2 separate regions of the Anser cygnoides genome follow, and region 2 is linked to region 1. The links are chromatin contacts, called in public Hi-C maps. All regions are on one chromosome and are shown on one strand. The core of a region is the stretch at or near the end of the contact, and the rest is flanking DNA. Distances in the headings are between cores, read along the strand shown.

Region 1 (7,322 bases), core at 3,005-5,504:
TGAATATACAGCCTTTTACCCCTGCCCTAACTGAATAGTATCATACCTTCTCAGACAGTTCTTCAGTTTGTCAGGCTAATTTTGGAACCTGGTTCTGCTTGCTAATGTTTCTTCATCCAACCCACATCCCATCCCACAAAGGATTCAAAATTTGGGCTAAAAGGAAAAACATACTCTGCTCAAGTACACTGTTAAACAAAGGAAAAGGGCTGCTTGCTGCAGAAACATCAACTGAAATCGGAAGTAAAAGAACGGCACTAAAAAAGCAGAACTGATTTTCCTTTAAATAGGTGTGTCAAGTAGCTCGCTGCATAATTTTTATTAATACAAGCTTACTCAGTAAGAAAGCTCAAAATTTAAAATACTTTTAAAAGCGGCTCTCTTTAATGAGACAAATAAAAGTAACAGATTATAACAGACAGGCAAAACAGTTACAAAAAGCAGTGCGCTCAACCTATAATGAATATGTAAGATGTTTCATTCAAAATCATTGCAGAACTTCAAAGCAAGGCAAATTTAAAGCTTAACTAAAATCTCATAGCTTGCTTCATGGCATTACCCCTCCTTTTTCTCAAAAAAAAAAAAAAAAAAAAAAGGAAAAAAGGGTTTTGTGCTCGCAGTTTTATATATATATATACAGAAACTTAAAAATAAGGAGGTCTCAGGCTTGATTGTCCTCCCCAGTATTTGTGTGATCAGTTCATAGTGGCGCTGCCACGCCTGATGCGAGACACATGGAGCCCCGGTGGCTGCCAGGCATTGGCGTCCCTAGGCGCAGCACGCAGTGTGCCAGCTTCTAACACTGACATGTCCCGCTCTCTTCTGGATTACATCCAACGAAAATAACTGAAGTACTCCAGCAGACAAATTAGAAGTTGAAAGAATAACCAGGGCTGCACATTTGCTAGTCATTTAAACTTTTACCATGATAAGAGTATCCCATTATTTCTGCAAATGTTTGTTGTATTCCAAACTAATCCCAAATCTGGCCCTTTCTCTTTGTCTGTTCTTATTTTTAAGAATGGAGTTTGTTCCTGCTAGATAGCTGGCATCTTAATAAATAAGTATGTTTACAGAGATAAACAAGAGAGAGAACTCAACCTTACATTAACTGACATCTCTAGTGTAACCTCCAAAAGCATTAATGTCTCTCTATCTTCAACCTGGACAAAAAAAAAGGAAAATGTAGTAAGCCAGGAGATTGTTGTTGTAATTATTAGGATTCTGCTTCACTGTACAAAACCTGACATAGAAAAATTACCCATACAGCAGCTAGTTCCCTCTTGAGTTTAATTACAAAATTGCTTAATTGGTTTCATACAAAATATTTCTGTGTCAAGGCAGTAAGTATGGTGATGCTATTAATGCAGTCAAGGAGAAATGCACTGCCTTCATATTGAAGTGTGTAATAGTTTCGTTACAGCTATTAGAGCAGAAATAAGGTTTCTAACTTTGTAGGTGGTTAGGGGCTCTCCTATCTGACATTGGCCAGAAAGGTTACCTGGCTTCTGGGGCAGCGGGCACGCAGGGGGCTGTCCTTTGAAGACCAAAGTCACTGGGACAAACGGACTTCTGGACTAAGTAATAATGTGATCTCGCTCCCTGGCAATTCATCAAGTATTTTCGCCAGCCACGTCATTCTGCTTTTAGCTGCTTCATACACCTCTGTCAGATTCAATGAAGGTAATGCTGTAAGTCCCGTACTACTCCAAGATTAATATTTGCATAATTTCCAAAGTAGTGTTCTTAAAAGGAAATCGTTGTGAGGCAAGGAAAGGATCTCCTCTGTTCTGAGTCCTGTACCCCGGGTCTCAGCCAGCTGCTGACCAGGTAGATGCTCTCAAGGATTCTGCTTTTTAAAAAGCAGCCCCCGGCCCACAGGCAGGCCTGAAAGCTACCCGTCACGTTTTAACGAGGACCCCTTTGTGGAAGCAGCTCGAGGAGGTCTCTTTGTTTTGCTGCTTGCATCTTCCTCCCCCTCGCAGCCATCAGAAGGGAAGGGAGGCCTGGGCCCTTCCCCAAGCAAATATTTGACTTCTCATTCACAGCTGAAAGGGGGAACTGGGAGAGATCGGTGAAAGCTGAGCTGCTGCTCGTCATGTCTCACGGCAAGAAACTAACCCCCAGCCAAGAGACCCTGTGTGAGTTGCACACCCAGAACCAGGGGGAGTTGCAGCCTGTACATTTCCCTTTTTAATGTGCTCTGTAGCCAAGACCTAAGGTATATAAAGTGCTTTAAGAGAGCACAGGGGGGAAATTAGTGACTGCTGTATGAACACGACCTACTTGGGAAGAGTTTGCATGGTTTCTGTACAAAGACTTCCAAAGTTGTGAGTTTCTTTGAAAAGTCTGCAAACAGGAGCATACTACTTGGTTGGTCTAATCCCCCTGGATTTCTCAAAGCTTTTGAAAAAATCTTTCACCACAGGCTTTAAAGCAACTAAGCGGTCACGGGATGAGAGACAGCCTGTCATGAATAAATGATTAGCTAAGAAACAGGAAACAGAGGGGAAGGGTAAATGAAGAAAAGCCACAGTGGAGTATGGCTGGGGTCTGTGCTGGGACCTGTGATGTTTAACATAGTCGTGAGCGGTCTTTAAAAAGGGTGAGCCAGGAGATTACAGTTTGCTGATGTGAAACTATTTGGGGTCATGAAAGTGATGAAAGGACTGCAGAAAGATCTAACACACTGAGTGGCAATAAAATGTTGGAATTTCAGTGTGTATTTACATAAAAGTGGTGCTCACAGGGGAAAACAATTCTCACTGCACAGACAAAAGGACAGGCTCTCATCTGATCACTATTGCTCAGCAACAAAACTTGGGGGTTTTGACAGATAGATGCATGAAATTATCAGGAGCGACTGAAAAACAAAATCCAGTATTAGGAATCATTGGCAAAGGAGTAAGAAACAAGACAGAAAGCATCCGGATTTGCCACTCTGTATTTGTGATCTCTCTACATTGCGAACTGGGAAAGAAACTGTAAAGCCCAACAGGAATTGCTGGAAGTTTGAATGGGCTTTTACCAAAGAAATGGGTGAGCAGGCCTGGATTCTTCAAGTGGAAAGTAGGTGACTTGTTAGATTGCAAGGTGGAAAAGAAGCTTGTTTGGAGCCATGTGTGCACTCTGCCTTCAAGAGCTAGGCTGGCAGAAGAAAAACAAAAAGGAGGCGTTTCTACAGGAGACAGAGAGCAGAGGGGCTGTGCAGCTTGTCAAAGGATACTGTGTCTGCACAGATGTCACTGGGATCAAGGGCATCTGGCCAGGTGTCTGGAAGAGACCTCCAGTGGGTTACTAAACAAATCCGAGTGCCTGGAGGAGCATGAAGGGGGAGTACCGTGAGTGCTTGTTCTGTTCCAGTTCTTCCCTGAGCATCGGCTTACAGGGGCTGCTTTGGTTCACTTGGATTTTTACCTCCTGGAGGAGTAAAAGCCATCCACAAACGAGGCAGCCGTTTCTCACATTTGGGGAAACTTCAGGGGTCAGCACAGCAGGGCGACGGGCCTGACACTAGGACGCACCTTCCTGATCCTCTTGTCTCCCTGCAGGTGGGGAAACAGAAACTGGAGAGATGGAGCTTGAAGCCTGAACCACGGGGGCTGCTCTTACGTTTACGGGAATTTGCTCGAAGTGTCGGCTGTTAAGTTTTGCAACAGCGGGTTTTTTTTGTTTGTTTGTTTTGTGATTTTTTGCCTTTTTTTCGGACTGCTTTCCCGTGCCAGCTGCCCCTACACAGCTCCCTAGCGCCAGCACAAAATGGCCGCCGGGCCGGTTCTGTCGTTGTGACGTCGGGCACTGAGGGTCGGGCAGATCGCGGCTCCCGGGCATCCCGCGAAGTAAGCGGGTCACCCGGGGGCGACCTGTACCCGCGCAAAAATTCCTCTCACATCAGCAGTGAGGACCCGGGCGTCACCCCGAGTCGTTATTTTCCTTACTCATAAGTTTAAGGCATAACACTATTCCCTCCGGCTCGCTCGGAGGGCTCTGCGCGTCACCTCTGTAGATCAGGGCGAGCAGCTCGCCCTCACTACCCCGGCTAGAACGGACTGCGTCCGTTCTGCCCTGCCTTTTTACCCGCTTCTCGCGCCGTCGTCAGCCGTGTAAACGCTTTTCCAGGCCGAACCGCGCCGTGCCAATGCAAGGGCTCGTATGCAAATGAGCCGCCGGGGCGCCGCTGGGGCTTGTGGGACCGCCGGGCTGGGGAGGGGGCGGGCATCCTCGCGCGGAGGCGCGGGGAGGAGGGAGGGGGAGGGAAGCGCCGGAAGGGGTATGATGTCACGTCCGGGGCTCGCTGGCTGCGTCTCCTCGCTGGGCCCCGCGACAAGATGGCGGACCTGTCGCTGGACGAGCTCATACGGAAGCGCGGCGTGACGGGGAAGGGCAGGTAGGCGCCCGCCGGCACACGGCGCCCCCCCGGGGCTCCCCGGGGACTCCCCCCCCGCTCCCCCTTCCGGGCCTTCCGCTCGGGAGGCCGCTGCCGGGCCGGGCCTTCGGGGGCGGCGGCCGGCGCGCAGGGCCCGTCTGTGAGGTGAGCGGGGCGCCGCGGTTCCCTGAGCGCGCCTCTGGCTTTGCGTGGCCCGTTCCTCACCGAGGAACGACCAGTTGTTTACCTTTCCTTCTACATCTATCGGAGTTTGGAAGTCTCACGATAATACGTGATAGCAGAAATATTCCAGCACCTTTAAATCCCAGTCCTCACAAGGCTTTGCGCTTTCATTCATGCTGTCCTCCATGTTTGGAGCGGTTTCCGTGCAGCTGAGGATGCGCTGCACCTCCGTTCGCCTTTCTCAAGTCCCCCCTTTACTCTCGTTTCTCCCAGGAAATCTCCTTGCTTTGTCTGCCAAGCAGTAATCCCTCAAGTTCGTGTACCTTAAATTTCACTTGGCGCACTTAGCTTGCTTTATGAGATTTCTGAGGTAGCTAATGTGCCTTTGGGAAGGCTGGACAGACTGAACAAACTTGTCTGATCGTATTATGTGCTCTTTAGTAATCTAGACAAAATGATAACAGAAAAATGTTCAACTATAAATAAAATATCCTTACCCACAAAATCCCATTTTGTGTAATAAGTCAGAGCTCATAGTATTTGAAAGGAAATTAGATGTTTGAGATTCCCTTGTGTTTCAGGTGCCATGGCACAAAACTGGCACAAAATGCTTGAACGGTTTGTGCTGTTACAGGGTAAGCAATTCTCTCCAGAGAAGAGTTGCTTATTAGGGTAAACAAAGCCTTCAGAGAAGGTATAATCTCCAGTACAGAGTTTCCTAACTGATTTCATCATACATGTTGTTAACAGTCTAACTAATTCTGGCTTAAATGCTGATACACATATTTCGGGTTTTACTTTGATTTCTTTTATGCTTATTAAAAGGAACGCTCATGAAGCCCTCTGCAGCACTCTAACCAAGTGCTTTCTGCTTTGCTATGTTAATGCTTTTTAAAATGGCAAGGGAAGTTGTGTTTTGTGGCTGTTGCTTTATGGGCGCCGTTACACCTTCATATTCTTCTGGATATATTTTAATAAATGGTCTTTGTAACAGTCCTGCCGTGTGGAGCTGGTGTGCTTTGGCTGTACGAGAGAGCAGCTGTAGGGTTTCTAAGCTGGGTAGCACAGCGGGACCCCAGCCTGAGCTTTCCAGTTCGGGGCACGGCAAGAACAGAGACGTGGAAGTGGGTGTTCAGTCTCAGGCTGTTTCATCTCTTCTCCACACATCTCTCCGCTGTGAATAGGTGATGGAAAATTAAGTTAAGATGGTAGGGTTAGATCAGGAAATATTGATATAAAGCTATATGGAGAATTTGAATTGCATCATCATTTGAATTCGTGACATTAGACTTTTAGGTATTAAAACAAATTCTAGATACCTAATTTTAGGCTGTAATACCATGCATTATGGTTCAGAAAGCAGATGAATGCTATAGTGCTGTAGCTTATTTGGAATTTAAAAAAAGAAATGACATCAAGAATATTTTGCACTAAAGTAGCTTTAAAATTGCTTACATTTTCTTCATCTTTACAAAAAAGAAGCCCAGTTAAAAGGGTTTCTTTACGAAAACTTTACACCCTAAAACTTTACAAAATGCTTAAAGGAATACCAGTATTAAAAAATTAGACAAGCTACTTCCTTTTAGGGGAAATTTTGGACAAGTAAATCAGACCTAATAAGAAGCTAGTTTCTGCTTGGCTATGTAACAGGCTGCTTCTTAGTACTACAGGTGTACAAATACAAATACCGTCCTTCCTGCGGACTGTTAGCTTCTGTGCTCAGTTTTGCGATGATGATGATGTACTTAAAAAGTAAAGGCCACTGAGTGCAGCAGCTCTGTCAACAGATCAAAGGAGAGGCAGCAATGCTGAAAAGTGATTTGACTTGTAAGTGTTCCTACTGGCAGTTCCTCAGTTTTGGAACTAGTGGCTTTGAGCTGAGAATGGGGCTTGTGCATTCTAGAACCCACGCCTCCTGCAGTCCCAGAGCTCTGCACGTGCTGCCCAGAACTCTTGAAATCAGACGTATAGCTCCATGCTTTCTTTGTTTCAAGGCACATGATTGTACTACAAGAGATGTTTTAGCAGAGCTGCTCAGTCTTAATGCTAGAAAATCTATTTCTATTTGTCTTCAAAGAGTTCCCCAAAGTACGTAAGTTTTTGATGAATTTTGTTTAAATATAGTAGGTTTTTTAGCACAGCTGAAGTCAGGCCTTTACTGAAGTTCATAAATGTGAGCTTAAGGATTTTTGGAAAACGGTTCCTTAGCTATTTACAAGCGAAGTAAAATCCAGCATAAAACAGTTCAGGAGCTGTGCTGTTGTACTGGGACAGGTAACCTGGTCAGAGCTCTGTGCAGTAATCATGAGCTTTTCTGAGCAGTAGCACAGACACTTCTGTGGATACTGTATCACACCGTATAATGTCTGAACCTTTTTTTTTTTTTTCAGGCTTAACACCAGGCCAGTATTTGGAGGTGTAAGATCTCGCATTGGGATCCAGCAAAATCTTCTGAGTAGATCATCACCAGCCGTTAACTTCCAGCGGACGTTCGATGCCCGACAGAAGATCGGCCTCACTGATGCCCGGCACAAACTGGGGGTTAAAGATGCTCGGGAAAAACTGGTTCAAAAGGACGCTCGGTTCAAAATAAAAGGGAAGGTGCAGGATGCTCGAGAGATGTTGAATTCCCGTAAGCAGCAAAGTGTTGCTGCTGAAAAGGTGACCAAAGTGGTGGATGCCAGAGAGAAGATCAGTTTAAAAAGGAACACTCCAGCTGCTATCAGCCCAGCTATGGGGACAGTAAATCCAGCTGTGAAAATCACCAAAACTA
Region 2 (7,322 bases), core at 2,410-4,909, 140 kb before region 1:
GATTAAGTGGTATTTAATCCTATTTAGATAGGATAGAGAAAGTTTGAGGTATGTTCTACAGGAAATTATATTTATAATTAGAAGAAGAAAAGAGGAGAGGGAAGTATCCTCTGAGTAAAAGAAATTATTTTTTCCAGATGGTTTGTATGGCGTTAATGCTTGGTTTAGAGAAATAGAAGGGTTTTATTATTCCTTGAGCTGTGTTGTGTTCATTCTTCTGCATTCATTCAAAGTCTCTTGATCAATCTTTATTTCAGAGTGGTCATGGCACTTGTTTTCTGGATCTAGCAGAAGACAACATAGGAAAAATGTAGGAAGGGAAGACAAGTCCAAAAAAAACTGTATGTGAATTCAGAGAGCCTCATTACAAAAAATAAACAAGCAAGAAGAAAACAAAACAGCAATGCCTCCCACATTGCTGGTGCAGCAGATTCTTGTGATGCAAAAGCAGCTCTAGCAAAGGCTACACAAACATCATCCTACCTGCAGCTGGAGCAACTCCTGACACAGCGATGAATGTTGCAGCTGCTGTGGCGGCAGTTTCAGAGGAAGGACCGTGACAATCAACAAGATTCCTGGTTGGGACATAAGAAACCAAGATATCAGGAAGATGTAGTGAGGAAACAACACATGGAAGATGATATTCTCACAGAAACAAAGCCCCACATGAATAGGGGTGTCCTCTGGAGACTTTTGAGTGGCTGAGTTATGACTGGCACAGGCATGAGGTGGCTTTCAGTACAGCTCCTACCTCAGTGGAGGTTCCAGTATAAAACACTTTTTTTTTTCTTCTACGTTTTATGCACATTATAGAGCGTACAAACAATATGTAGTCTGAGGCAGGGCTAAACCCCAAAGAACAAAACAAGTAGCACAACAGGAAAACAATGATTAAAACAAAAACAAATCTTCTTGAAACTGTTTGGTATAGCACAAGCTGGTGTATTCAAAACGAAATTCATAAAGAACTTAGGCTCTACTGGATTTGCTTTGTTTTTTTTTGGGAGTCTTTCTAGCTGCTTCCAGCATCTTTTACAAAATATAATGATAACTTATTCCGGTGCCTGCTATGCTTGGATCTGCAGCTGTTTCTTTCTGGTTTAGTTCAAGACACCAAGATACAGAGCCCCTGACAGTTAGCAACTGTCTTTGCTAACTTCACTTCAAATTCAAAGATTTAGAACTGTTATTTGTCTAGCTGTATAAGCAAATGTTGAACTTTATAAAAAATGTGTGCTCCAAGTTGATCAGAGGTTAGACAAAATAGATTTCTGATGATGTATTTGTCTAATTAAACTCCTAGAAGAGAGGAAGAAGAGGAGGGAATAAAAACGAAAGAGTAAGTATCTACAAAAACCTTACATGTGAAAGGCTGCTACTCCTATCAGTCTGCAATGTCTTAACTTAGAACAAATGGCTGTCTGCTACTTCCCAGAACTACTATTATTTTTCTCTGTAACTCTATCAAAGGTCTGATCAGTTATTGCTATCTATCTCTTTTTTCTTATTTAAAAAGCACGTTGCAAATCTGACCAGGATGTGGTTCCAAGTGTATCTACACAACCATCAAGAATTTAAAGTTAACTCTAGATACTTGCAAGACTCATTTTCTTGTGCTGTACCTGTCTTGAATTTGTTACTTCTAAATACTTATCTTATGAGACTGAAAGATAGAATTGATTTTTAGGTTGGATACTTACAATGCACAACTTATCTTCACCCTTTTCCAAGGATATGTGCACATATTACCTGTGAACATAAATTGTTGTATTCCTGTTACTACACTGTACTTATTTCAGTCTCTAGTCTCCCATCTGGTAATTGAAAACAAGCATTCAGCAGAGTCACTGAAGAGCCCATGATTTCTACCTAAGACTTCTGCTTTCTGAACACTAAATTGCTCTTTTGACAAGGAAAGGCCCCCTTCTATCATCGCAAGGCTTAATGATACAGACTGTGTAGAAGCTTTGGTGGGGACTAGAATCTGCCTAGCAGGATCTGCAGGTCTGTAGCTTAGCAATGCTCAGTCGAGTCCAAAAACACATTGCTTATTACGTGCCTTCTCCAACAGCCGTATGAAATTTTCAACAGGAGAACAGGTGGGATTTACAAATAATTTTATGAAATTGAAAGTCAAAATATATTTGAGGAATATCTCTGCCAAGCTTGCTAGTTGCACTAGAACCTGCAAGGTTTTAAGATAAATCACGTTCCTTTGACTACAAAGCTCAACAAAGGCTTTCAAAAGGACTTCAAAAGGACAGCCTGTTTCTCAGATCAGGTCAGGCACTCCACTGACTTCCTGTTGCAAGTAAGATTCTGGAATGTCCTCCGTTGTAGTGAACCAAATTTTTCGGTAACACCATTCCAGTGTCATGAATCTTCTCTGGCATCTAGATGAAAGTAAGTCAAGTCAAAAAACTTCATACGCAGTAAGATGAAACCATTGTGTGCTGTGATGCAGAGTGGAAAGCGAGGTAATGTGCTATACAGAATGGTCTGCTGTAATTATTCAGAATAATACAGATATGTAAATCACACTTGTCTTGCATAACATGAGTACGTTTTTAAAAAGAGAACAAAACTCTTCCTTCCCAGAAATGCTGAGGCTACAGAGGAAAAAATTGTAACATTTTTCTGTCTGCTCCAAAACAGTTGGAGAATACAGTGCATATGAGGGTGTTTATAACTTCCTGAAACCTACCAGTTTGGGTGGCATACCTCCGTCTGGAGATACCAGCACCCAGTCTGTCAAAGTAGGTGGTGACAGACCAAAACACTTGTGCTTTTGCAGGCAGCTCTTGCTCGTGGAGGAGGGAGTCTCGCTGCTGCTCTTACTCTGCCTTCCTTGTATCTAGAGGACACCCCTTCCTTGACACCCCAGAATTGCTTCCTGTGACCAGAACTGGCACCCTACGCACCAGAGGTGGCCACAGAGCTCCTGTCCTCACAGGACCACCCGGCTGCCACAGCAGGCCCCGCCATCCTGCAGGGACAGGCTGCCTCAGCTCAAGGAGCAGCACGGACAAAGCCCATCCCCTCGGCTGGCCCAGCCATGCTCCATTGAGCATGTCGGTGCGGATGAGCCAAGGTGCCTCCACGCCACCACCTCACAACCTGGAACCGACTGTTTACCCCCCCCCTCAGAATTAAAGAGTCTTGATCGTTTTTCGGATTTTGGAGGTTTTTATTTTGGTGACTGACGGGCAGTTTCTGGACACCTCTGCGGTGTATAGGTGCCACCACGGTGCACAGGACGAGCACGGCGCAGCCCCCTGCAAACCGGGGGCCGCTGCCCCCGCAAGGCGAAGCAGCAGCTCCGCGGCCCCTCAGGGCGGGCCCGGCCGTTGGTCCGCCATCGCCCCGCGCGGCGCGGCCCCTTTAAGGCCCGGCCGGCGGGCGGCGTGCACATCGCCAAGGCAACCGGGGGCGGGCGGGCGGGCGAGCGGCGGGCGCGGTGACGTCGAGGGGAGGGCGAAGGGCGGGGGGGGGGAAGCCGAGCGCTGAGAGCAGCGACGCGGGGCGGCGCGCCGGCCTCGGCCGCCCGGTGGCGCATGCGCGGGCTGCGGGCCTGCTTCTATTTATGTGGGGGGGCGCCAAGATGGCGGGGGCGGCGAGGAGAACGTAGGGGGGCAGCTCCGACCGGGCGGCGGAGCGGGGGAGGGGAGAGGGAGGGAGGGAGGAGCAGCCGAGGGGGAGGGAGCGCGGAGCGCGGTGTCACCGTAAGGCGGGAGGCGGGGGCCGGCCGGCGGGCGGGCGAGCGGGGCGGGCGGGGGGTGGGGGGAGGCGGCGGAGGATGGCGGAGCCGCGCCGGGTGCCGTTGATCAGCCTGTCACCCGTGAGGCGCCGCGAGGCCGGGAGCCCGGCGCTGGAGCGGGAGCCGGAGCCGCCGCCGCCGCCGGTGGTGGTGGCGGCGGCGGCGGGCCGCGAGGCGCCGCTGGCGGAGCCGCCGCACGAAGCCTCCCGGCCGGAGCCGCCGCCGCCGATGCCGCCCCGGGAGAGCGGAGCCCGCCTGGAGCCGCCCCGAGAGCCCCCCCGGCCCGAGCCGCAGCCGCAGCGGGAGCCCCCCCGGCCCGAGCCGCCGCCGCCGCAGCCGCCGCAGCTACCGCCGCCGCCGCCGCGCCAGGGCAGCCGGCAGGAGCCGCCGCCGCCGCAGGAGGCGCTCCCGCTCCGCCAGACGGTCCGCCTGGAGGTGGTGCTGAAGGACCCCACCGAGGAGGGCTGCGTGGAGTTCAGCTACCCGGAGCTGCTGCTCTGCGGGGACTCGCGGGTACGGGACCCCCCACCCCCGAGGCCCACGGGCCCTTCCCCGAGGCCCGGCCGGCAGCCGCCCGCCGCCCGCCCCGTCCTGCCCGGGGGAGGGGGGGCGGTGCCGCAGGGGGAAGTCCGGCGGCCTCGCCGTGCCTCCGGCCTCCTCCTGGCCTGAAGGGGAAGGCGAGGCGGCGCCCCGCAGCTCCTGGGCTCCCGCGTGGAGCTGGCGAGCACGTCCCGTGCCCCTCGTACCCAGCCCTCTGCCCCTCGCCCGTTTCCTGCCCTGTGTCCTCTCTGCCTGGGAGGGTTTATCTCTGTTTTACTTTACTGCCAACGGAATGGAACTGCTGCGCTGCCGGGCCGTTTATTTCAGGTTCTCTATAGGCTCTGTGCAAGTAAATGAAGAGTTATTAGCCCGGCTCCGCAGCGAGCCTCGTGGAGCAGCGAAGTGCGCGTTAAGCAGTCCTGGAGATGAGTTTCTGCAGTCTGGGCGGGGGGGGGCAGGGGCGATTCAGAGTTAACGTTGTTGGCACTGTAACCTCACCTGTAACTGTCAGAAACTTCACTCCAGAAGAAAGTACTTCCCCTTTTCCCCCCAAACAGAAAATACTTCCTACTCGAGCTGCTTTGTTTTTTAAGGAGAAAAGCTGGTGCGGACAACTTAAAAGAAGCAAGTGGCATCAGCCAGTCAGAGAGGCTCTGCTTTCAAGTAGGAATGAGAGATGCATGTCCTTAAGCTGGTCACACTTGAGCCAGTCACTCACAGGGAGTTAAGGACATGATAAAGTTGCGCTTGATTTAGGTAGTTGTGGCTTCTCTTAGTGATCAATTTTAGAGAAAGTTCCCATCTTCTTGGAAAAGGGAAGGGGCAGCTGCTACTGACAAGGTTGTGATAGCTTTGGTTGAAAATTAAAAGCAAATATCAAGTACCAGTACTGATATTGTCAGTAGGTTTTTGAATCATCGCAAACTCAAGATTGGTTAAAACTCCTGTTTTATGAAGAAAAGTGTTTCTAGATGATGCTGATTCCGTAACGGTACTTACCAGTCTGTTCACTTTTTTCACAGTAGTAGGAGGGCTGTAGAATTGGATTGTTGTCAAATGTAGAAGACAGAAAAATCAATGGCTGATTTTAATAATCCCTCTGAGATCTTCTGATGCAAGTTAAAAGGTTCCTTTTGTTCATCCTGTCCTACAGCCGTTGTGGGCAAACAGTGCCCACAGTGCCCGTTACGACTGCTCCAAATTGTTGTAGCAGTAGTCTGCTGCTTGGTGAAGTGCCGTCTTTTTGAGCAGTTCCTGTGTGAAGGTAGAAGTTGTGTTAGTGTTTAGAAGTGGTTCAGTGTATGGAGGCTGACTTCTGCCTTTGGCAGTCTCAAGCTCCATAATTGCTTTTTTCTGTAGGTTGGTAATATGTTAATTGCATAAGTGGGGACAAAACGACATTTTAATGTAGTTCTGATGCAAATTCAATGTATTCTGGAGAGAAGGAGAGGGAAAAAAGTGGATTTTTGGTACAATTAGAATCAGAGAATTATGCTTTTAAGATAGAAATAGCGTTAGAATTGTTTTATAAGAAATCCCGTCTTTTTTTCAGCTCTATGGAGAGTCCGGATTGAAAATCAATAGACGGTTATGTCCCATTTCTCACTGGACTGTACGGAAAAACAACTGATTATGTAAAAAGTGTCAGATGTTGTGTAGTTGTGCTGGCAGTTTAAGTTCTTGCTTGTTACAGAGTAGAAATTGAAAAAGCTTCTTTGACATGGTGTGGGAAGGACTTACAATCTTGTATCAGTCAGCATGAAAAGAGAGAGGAAACATTTTGCTCACCCATAAAACTAGTGTGTCAAGGTTCTTTTGTGGTTAAAGCATGTTTAAGAGGAGAATTTGCTCTGCATAATGCAGGAGGCTTAGGATGACAGAAGTGTGTCTCTTACCTGCTCATTCTCAGACCAACAAATTATGTAACCTGTTCAAAGTCCTAAAATAGAAACAATTATAGGAAAGGAAAACAGACCCTGCTTGTTGAGTACAGTAGCTATGGAAGAGAAAACTACCTTGCTAAAACGGAACTTGACCAGGAAACTTCTGCCCTCTGCCACTTTCCTACCCAATCTGTGAGATTTACTCTTGAGTAGGTAGTAACTTTTTGGCAGTTAATGCTGTAGTTTTAAACTGAGTTCTGGATTTCAGAATTTAGTTATGTAGTGAATCAGCTTGACATGAACAGTTCATGCAAACTTAGTTATGCGAACTGTTTTTGTAGGGTAAAGATTGATTGGGTTTTCCGAAGGCTATTGTTTGCTCCTTATCCCTTATGAGTTGCTCAACTTCCTTATAACTATTCCCATTTGAGTTCAGCGTTACATAATTAGGAACACATCTTTATCTTGTCGTGTTGCTTCGAACTGCAGCAACCCGGAACAGTTCTCCAGAGGTCGGCTGTTCTGGGAAGGATGTATGGCAATAACTTCAAACATTGCTTTAATAGGTCCCTTAAACAGTTAAAAACAAAAACAACAAACAAACAGAAAAACAACCCAAACTTGCTTGACAGTATGAGCGTTGCATTTTTTAATTCTAAAGTCAGGTTTTCAGTCTGAATGAGAAGCTAGCGGAAGTGTTTACAATAAACTTGTGATGTCCTACTTTTTTATCTTAAGAAAGACAGCATCCTTTGATAGAGCTGTTGGTGTAGTTAGTGTTTTGGTAGGAATTGTTTATGTAAAATTTTTGGCACATGAGTAACAGAGTAGTGTGGTCGAAGAGTTTATTTGCCTCTTCAACTGGCAGAAAGAAAAGTATGCCTCCTTTGCTGCTGGTGTGATTTGAATCTTGCTGTGTAAAACTGAACTTGAAGTGGATGAGCCAGAAGCCCAAGTTGGTTTCTGTCAGGCAGGCTGTGAAGGTACTGAAGTAGTAATGTCTTGAAGTTTCTTGACTGGCAGAGCCCTTAGATATACTGTCAGGACTAAAATTTGCCAATAATGCATAAATATTCAAAGCAATAGTCAGCTATGGCTTTGAGTGTTTGGTAGAGAGAGGAAAGTTAAAGACTTCAGTACTA

The links. Hi-C and Micro-C count contacts between places; a contact is called where the count stands out from the background.
Region 2: a Hi-C map of liver shows a contact between it and region 1, with 10 times the contacts expected there. The contact joins the promoter of UBN2 here to the promoter of POLDIP3 in region 1. A contact is called at or near these places in 3 of 7 Hi-C or Micro-C datasets (granulosa cells and liver).

The regions. Positions count from the first base shown.
Region 1 is chr1:44,430,053-44,437,374 of Taihu_goose_T2T_genome, reverse strand. It overlaps POLDIP3 (DNA polymerase delta interacting protein 3), which reads left to right and starts at 4,254. Exons shown (of 9, transcript XM_048078845.2): 1 at 4,254-4,387; 2 at 6,940-7,322. The coding sequence starts at 4,329. It overlaps LOC106046163 (heat shock 70 kDa protein 12A-like), which reads right to left and starts at 4,357. Exons shown (of 5, transcript XM_066990191.1): 1 at 4,078-4,357. The coding sequence starts at 4,357. LOC125184657 (U12 minor spliceosomal RNA) reads right to left here and starts at 3,955; the gene lies at 3,807-3,955.
Region 2 is chr1:44,566,558-44,573,879 of Taihu_goose_T2T_genome, reverse strand. It overlaps UBN2 (ubinuclein 2), which reads left to right and starts at 3,659. Exons shown (of 17, transcript XM_048078834.2): 1 at 3,659-4,270. The coding sequence starts at 3,797. It overlaps LOC106046098 (a long non-coding RNA gene), which reads right to left and starts at 3,379. Exons shown (of 4, transcript XR_001213072.3): 1 at 2,705-3,379; 2 at 1,701-1,749; 3 at 484-575.